Regions from separate parts of the Bicyclus anynana genome. Here region 1 is linked to region 2. Evidence: chromatin contacts called from public Hi-C data. All regions are on one chromosome and are shown on one strand. Each heading gives the region's core, a stretch centred on a gene start, on an enhancer-like site or on the middle of the called end of the contact. The rest is flanking DNA. Distances are from core to core; before and after follow the strand shown.

Region 1 (3,973 bases), core at 1,412-3,911, 84 kb after region 2:
AGGCTGTGTTGCTTCGGTTCACGAGGTCTTGGGTACGAGTCCTGTAGACCTAAGATCCGAGCCCCGAGATAGATAGGTATTTCGTGAAGAGAAAATGTCATTGTCGACCAATAGCGGCAGCATCGAAATTATCGTCCCCATCAAACTATAATCGTTGGCTCCCATTGCAACTAAAAAGAGATTTCCTTTTAATTCCACCGTTATTTGTTTACAATAATATCTCTTCGTCTTTTCGATGTCGATGGTTTTAAACCCCCGTACCTCGACACTGCTCCAACGCGAGTTGACTGGTATTGGGTTAAGTATGGATTAGTAACGATCACTAGCAGATGTTAATCATAATGCCAAGCTTTCTAATCTCTAACTTGAGTAACTGCTTCCAAAACGGATATATCCTGGGTTCGATCCTCGGCTGGGCCGATTGTGGTTTTCCTTATTGGTCCAGGGCTGGCTGGTGGTTGGGGTGGCTTCGGCCGTGGCTAGCTATAACCCTACCGGCAAAGACGTACCGCCAAGCGATTTAGCGTTTCGGTATGTCGTGGAGAAACCGAAAGGGGTGTGGATTTTCATCATCCTCTTAACAAGTTAGCCCGCTTCCATCTAGCTATCGTAGTGTTGTAAAATTACTAACCAATATGTATGAAAATGGGCTTTACGGAATGTGAAAAATGCGGCTATGATAGATTTGATGTTAATTAGGGATATTTAGTTAAAATTAGTGTATAGACCAGCTGCACCAAGGTCCATAAACGTTATTAGCTCTCTAGGCACGACGTGTACTACCAGCCTCCCAAATTCCCTATGTAGGCACCTACCTACTAAGAATTTCTTGGTAAAAATAAAAACTTGTTAGTTACCTATTACCTATTTTAATAGCCCGATCAAATACCTCTAAATAAGTACGTGTAACATTTTATAGAAAATAAAACTTCGGAAAAACATACACGGGACCAAGATCATTATCACTACCTACAGTTCGTGCGCTATAGCATGGTGCGGGTGACCGTTGCCTGTATGACGTTCATAATACGTACTATTACCGTGAATCGCGGCAAACTCACTAGAATGAAACGAACTGTCACCCGCACCATGCTACAGCGTACGAACTGTAGACAGTAAGATTTAAAAAATCGCTACCAAAACTCGCCAACACGCTTCGAAGCAGCATGGTGGGTTATCAGTAGTCATACTCGGCTCAACAGAAACCAATACCTACGTGTTCCGTCGAACAGTAACTTAGTTTGATAATGATAATCAAATAGATATGGGGATATGAAGGGGCTAATACGCAAATCATAAACGGAAACGCCTCTACCTAGCCCAGTGGTTATTACCTCTGCCTCTGATACCGGTGGGTGTGGGTTCGAATCCGGTCCGGGGCATGCACCTCCAACTTTTCAGTTGTGTGCATTTTAAAAAATTAAATATCACGCGAAAGAAAAACATCGTGAGGAAACCTGCAGACCAGAGAATTTTCTTAATTCTCTTTGCGTGTGTGAAGTCTGCCAATCCGCATTGGGCCAGCGTGGTGGACTATTGGACTAACCCCTCTCATTCTGAGAGGAGACTCGAGCTCAGCAGTGAGCCGAATATGGATTGATAATGATGAAACGGAAATGCTGGTGATGTCAGTGTACATGGCCGTTATTACATAACATCAGAGGATATTTGCCCTATGGTAGCGAAAAAAAAAATGTGCCGCAAAGGATACCCATATGGCAAGTTTGATGAAAATACCACGACATATGGCAGCAGCTGCTGATAGCGTCTAGTTTGAATTTCGAACGTTACAAGGAACGCGTTCTGATTGGTCGCCCTTTATCAGCGGGGCCAGCGTGACCTAACGGTTGTTTGCGCCCACTGTTCCAGGTAAAATAATAATAAGCAGCTATATACCTACACAGCGCAGGTATGCTGTCATTTCAATCATATCTATTTACATTATAGTGCCGATAAAAATGTTATGATTAGCTCAGTAAGTACCTGATGAAAAAATACTATCCAAATAGCTAAACTATGAGGGTTTGATACTTGATAGTAGTAGGTAACTTCCAAATTCAAATAGCGACCGGCAAACTGGCGAATTAACACGTGGAACGAAATAAACAGCAAAAAGTAGAATGAACTTTTAAAATCAAATAAATAATAACTTTGTACACATAAAAGTTAAGATATGAATTGGCATTATACTACAATACAAATCACAGTTTATCATAGTTACTTTCGTGTACGACCTTAGTGCAAAATTTCCTTTGGTAAAGAACGAGCATGCGCAAAGTTGAAAATCGAACGCGGCCACCACCCCATTTCGAACTTCGAATAGCAAATTAATCGTAATTTACAATACAAATAAATAGGTACCCTATCAAAACTATTAACCACTTCTTTGTAATCGTAATTTCTTTTCTACCGCAGGTTGAATTTGAAAGAGTCACAAAATGCCGGCCGGTCGCATTCTCTACTTAATCACAACAAAAAACCAATAACTACGATATTTACCTTGGCGCCGATCTGGTTTCCGCACTGTCCGGCCTGGATGTGTACGATTTCCCTCATTTTGTGATTTGTGAACTTAATAAATTACTTAACACTAATATATTTGTCTGCTCTGCAGTCCGCACGCTCCACGTACTTTCGTGGCTGGTTGAAGAATAGTCGGCGTTCGTTTCGGCGAGCTATCCACGAAAGCAGTGTATCGAATAGGGCTGTTCCGATAATAGTCGATAACTTTTGTCGCATTGCGACATCTCAAGTTGTCTTATTGCTTAAAATTGGTCTATTTTTATATATATTATTATATCGTTACTATATTTACAATGGATATTGTTAAAATAATTTTTTTTTAATTCGGTTTGTATTTGGATAAAATATGTAACTACAACATTATTAATAGTATTAGGTACTGTGCTACAATACTTTCTTGTGCTTCTGCAGTATTTTATATAGCAAAGCTGCTCCAAATCGCTGCCAAGAATTGCTTACAATTATGTTTGAACGATATACCATTCTTGAAAATACATTTTGAAACGGGAACGATTTCTATTTTTACAAAATTTTATGGAAACTTAAGACATGGTATTATGTTATATTTTTATCAAAGAATATGTACATTTTTTTATAAACGTCTGCTACTTCGTCCGCGTAATCGCGTGAAACTCGATATAAACTTTCAAACCCTATTTCCTGTAAATAGTTTTGCATGTTTTATATGTAATAAATTATAGTCCACTAATCATTTTACAAAAAGATAACTTGAATCGTCAACGATTTATATAAAAAACTTCAACCAATTTTTAACTCTTTAGGTAGGTTTATATATATATACAGGAAGAATTTTTTTTTAGTACGGATATTTTTATATTTTGTACATAAACAAAATTTAATGAACACGTATTTTTTCTTTTTTTTTTTCATAAATAACAAAGTTATCGTTAGCTAAAGTTATTTACGTTTAAACAGAATTTGAGGGTCACCCTATCGCTGTACTAGGTAATAGGCAACTACAAAATCAGCTGGTAGGTAGGTTAGCGAGCGCCCGCGCCGAGGGCCGTTGACCTTTGTGCGTTTATTTTATTTTTGTTTGATACCTATTATTTTTATAATAATTAAAGGTCGTCACTTTTGAGCTGAGTACCGATATTCCTTTCATACTTTATTGGGCTTAGGGCCATGAATAATGCCTGAAGTGCATGCGTAATAATAATAATAAAAACTATGAACTTTCGATTGAAATAATGAAATACAAATGATGATTATTATTACGCAAACTTTTGCATTAAAGGCGTATTTAAAAAATTGTAATCAGCATATTTACATTAATCAATGATATCTACTTACTAAGTTTGTTTTTGTTAATTTGAAAATTTTAATCACTGTATTTTAACAATTCTTCGAAATGAAGTCCATTCCTATCAAGGCACAACCGAGCACGTTTTAATAAAATTTTCATTTAGTTTATTTAAAACACTTGTTC
Region 2 (3,678 bases), core at 720-3,219:
TGATAGCTTGAATCACAACTACATTTGGTCAACACTAAAACAGCAAGGAGTGGACATCTGCTACATAAATGTCATGCAAAACATTTACAGACAAAGCAAAGGGAGTATAAAACTGGAAACGATAGGTAGCCCATTTCCTATAGACAGAGGTGTTAGACAAGGAGACCCACTGTCACCAAATCTGTTTTACTGCAGTGCTGGAGAATATCTTCAAACGCCTTGACTGGGCTGAATATGGTCTGAATATAAATGGCCGCCGCCTAAATCATTTGAGATTTGCAGACGATCTCATCTTGCTGGAAGAGGACCCATATAAAATACAGTAAAGAAGTAGGCCTTTTAATGAATACTGCAAAAACAAAACTAATGACTAACTCAAAAGAGGTTGATATAGTTCTGGATGGAAATAAGCTCGAGTATGTACAAGAGTATGTGTATTTGGGTCAGATAATTGCTCCTATAGACCAAATGTCAAAAGAAGTAAACAAGAGAATTGCTAGTGGGTGGAGAAAATACTGGTCACTAAAGGAAATAATGAAAAGCAAAGAAATAAATATGTCCATTAAGAGGAAAACCTTCAATACGTCATTGTACTCTACTCTACTATTAAACGAGCGAGTTGCGCCTCCTACCACACGTCCACGCTCTCTGGTTCATCTGCTAAACAAGTCTGATCCTGGCGAATTAGTCGAGTCCATTTTGTCCAGTTGCTACTAAAATCATAAAATTATGTTTCGCTAAAGCGAAGAAACAACTATGAAATTTGTTACAAAATATTTAGACCATGAGTGTTCATGGAATGTTAAGTCCACAGAATACCGTAACAAACAAATTAAACAATCAGCCTACTTAGATTTAAAAGTAAAGTAAAGTAGTCCGAACTAGGCTTAAGACATGTATACAAAATTATAATGTCTGAATCACTGAGATCCTGTTAAGCTACATAATTTCTTGTGCTTTATTTGTGTTTAAAAATAACAATGTTTGCAGGTTACGCGTGTCGCGCGCCGCACAGAAGCTGGGCGCAGACTCCAATTACTTCCCCTCTATGTACAGCCAGCACGTCACCAGCGCATACTACGAAGGTGATATATGACGTTATACTATCACATCAGCCTGTATTTAATGGTCTGCTACAGGTCAAGCTTCCCTAGAAAACATTTGGGACTTAGACATGGGTGATATTATTTGAATATGCAACAATTACTATTTTAATATAAAATTTCATTATAGTTGGCAAAATGATACTTTTCCTGGGGATTTGACTTTTTTTTTTTGTTCTATTGATCTCGTGCGATCAGTCGATGGACTATGAGCAGAGGAGTTGTAGGGAGGTTTGGCGGTTAGAAGCAACTTTCCCCAGCAGGAGAAGCTTCATATATATGTATGTCATATGTGACTTTCAATCAAGAATTTGCCGTCTTTTCAAACGTCGAATCACCTGTGGTGTCGTTAACTGGCATTTATTTCATGTATATTTCATTATATGAAGCTCTCATACAAATCCAATATAGTTCCACAATTACCCACCAGTTGTTATCTGAACCATTGCAGATTGTGCTTTCTGATGTTTGAGGGTGTAACACCAACAAATTCCTTGCTCTATGCTGGGACTGAAAATTTCAAAGCTCAGACTAGAAGCTGCATATGCTATATATTATTATAGGCTCCAATGAAGGCGTTTCCTACTAGAATATTGTCTGCTTTATTAAGTTGCCATTTCAATTGATCTATCTTAATTTAGATCTTGAATACATTTTTTATACAATATGTATACTTTTAGGCTAGTCAGCGATGTGTGTATTGTACTAATATACATATTAATTTACTTGAAGGTGTGGAAGGGTCACAGAACGGCGGAGGGCTGCACGCGGTGGCGGCCGGCGACTCCACGCTGCGGGAGTACCTGGAGTGCTCCGTCACCAGCGGCTCGGGCTCCGGCCTGCCGCTCATGGTGCAGCGCACGCTCGCCAAGCAGGTCACGCTCATCGAGAGGATCGGCAAGGTGAGATCACCTGGACCTTGGACCTGCGCCAGAGAGATTGTCTTATCTTGAGAACTATGTTGGCATGCAGGGCCGGCCCGTCCATACGGCGAATGGAGTAGTCGCTTCAGGCGCCAAATCCTAGAGAGCGCCTAAATGATAGTCCTAGTCAACCGTAGACGGTACTGCGCCTGATTTTCAATTGGTCACCCCAGAGTATGGTCGAGATCTTCGCGTACCATTCTTACTTTACACTCATAATTTGGTATGAGTGTAAAGGAGAGGAGGAGAAACAGGAGAGGCGCCATAATTGGATCTCGCTCCATTTTAAAATTTACTTTGGGCCGGCGCTGTTGGCATGCAACAATTAACTGATATGAAATGAGTGTACTAGTAGAAGAAGAGGACTCAATGAACTCGTGGTCCGCAGGGGCGGTACGGCGAGGTGTGGCGCGGCTCGTGGTACGCCGACAGCGTGGCTGTGAAGATCTTCTTCTCGCGCGACGAGGCCAGCTGGCGCCGCGAGACGGAGATCTACAGCACAGTGATGCTGCGCCACGACAACATCCTCGCCTACGTCGGCAGCGACATGACCAGCAGGAACAGCTGCACGCAGGTACTACTTACTGTTGATTTGACAGCTTGACTTGGGGAGGATAGCTGGTGGAAGACGTTGATGTAATCGAGCGAGGCTTTTAATATGCGTGCTGCCATCTACAAGCATAGTCAAACAGTGTTTGTTTATTTAACTACCGGTAGATGGCGTTGTTACAGAACTTTGAAACTATCCCTTTTTGTTTTTTTGTAAGAACTTGTAGCGTTGCAGTTATGCTCATAAATGGCGCTTTTTTTAAAGAAGTTTTACTTCAGTTGTGTGGCCTATAGTATACTTGTTTTTTTAATTTTATTTAGTATTTTATGTATGCTTACAGTTATGGCTGATAACGTTATATGTATAGATGTAAATATAACCAAAGTGCAGTAATGAAGACTTGTTTCGTTACAGTTGTGGCTGATAACGCACTTCCACCCGCTGGGCTCGCTGTACGAGCACCTGAGCCGCAGCACGCTGACGCGCCACCAGATGATGCTCATCTGCCTCTCCATCGTCAACGGGCTGCTGCACCTGCACACCGACATACACGGCACGCAGGTGACGAATACTGCGGGACTTGCACAATACACGAGAACGTTTCACCGTTTGCAAACTAAACGTCGATATGTTGCAGGGTAAACCGGCAATCGCGCACCGGGACATAAAGTCCAAGAACATCCTGGTGAAGGTGAACGGCGAGTGCTGCATCGCGGACCTGGGGCTGGCGGTGACGCGCCAGCACGTGGCGGCCGAGCTCACGCACAACCCGCGCCAGGGCACCAAGCGGTACATGAGCCCGGAGGCGCTGGACCAGAGGTACTGCGCCTGCCAGTGACCAGCGGACCTGGGGCTGCTACCCGCTATATCAAACTTGAGACACGTTGCGGATAAATTAAATTACTGTTTCATTCAAAACCAATTAAAAACCTAGTTTATATATTGTTAATGTACTCTCAGACCAATTATAGAAGGACCTGTATCGCACTCATAGTCACGAACAAAATTGTCTGTCATTTTCTGAGGAAAACGAGCTTAGAATTTGTATATGTCTTATACTAAACTAGAAGTTTATGCCGGTTTTTTACACAATTCAATTACA

Evidence for each region. A called contact is a pair of places that touch in the nucleus more often than the background predicts.
Region 1: a Hi-C map of whole larva shows a contact between it and region 2, with 3 times the contacts expected there. The contact joins the promoter of LOC112053962 here to the enhancer-like site in region 2. A contact is called at or near these places in 2 of 2 Hi-C or Micro-C datasets (whole body and whole larva).

The regions. Positions count from the first base shown.
Region 1 is chr2:18,663,677-18,667,649 of ilBicAnyn1.1, forward strand. LOC112053962 (tubulin beta-1 chain) reads right to left here and starts at 2,662. Exons shown (of 2, transcript XM_052887496.1): 1 at 2,500-2,662. The coding sequence starts at 2,556.
Region 2 is chr2:18,579,947-18,583,624 of ilBicAnyn1.1, forward strand. LOC112056596 (activin receptor type-1) reads left to right here. Exons shown (of 10, transcript XM_052889166.1): 4 at 991-1,085; 5 at 1,836-2,005; 6 at 2,415-2,600; 7 at 2,991-3,137; 8 at 3,214-3,395. Among protein-coding and RNA genes, the nearest start is that of LOC112056596, 5.9 kb to the left of the region's middle. Within about 2 kb of position 1,970, at least 8 of the 8 cell types and tissues checked have open chromatin away from gene starts, as enhancers often do.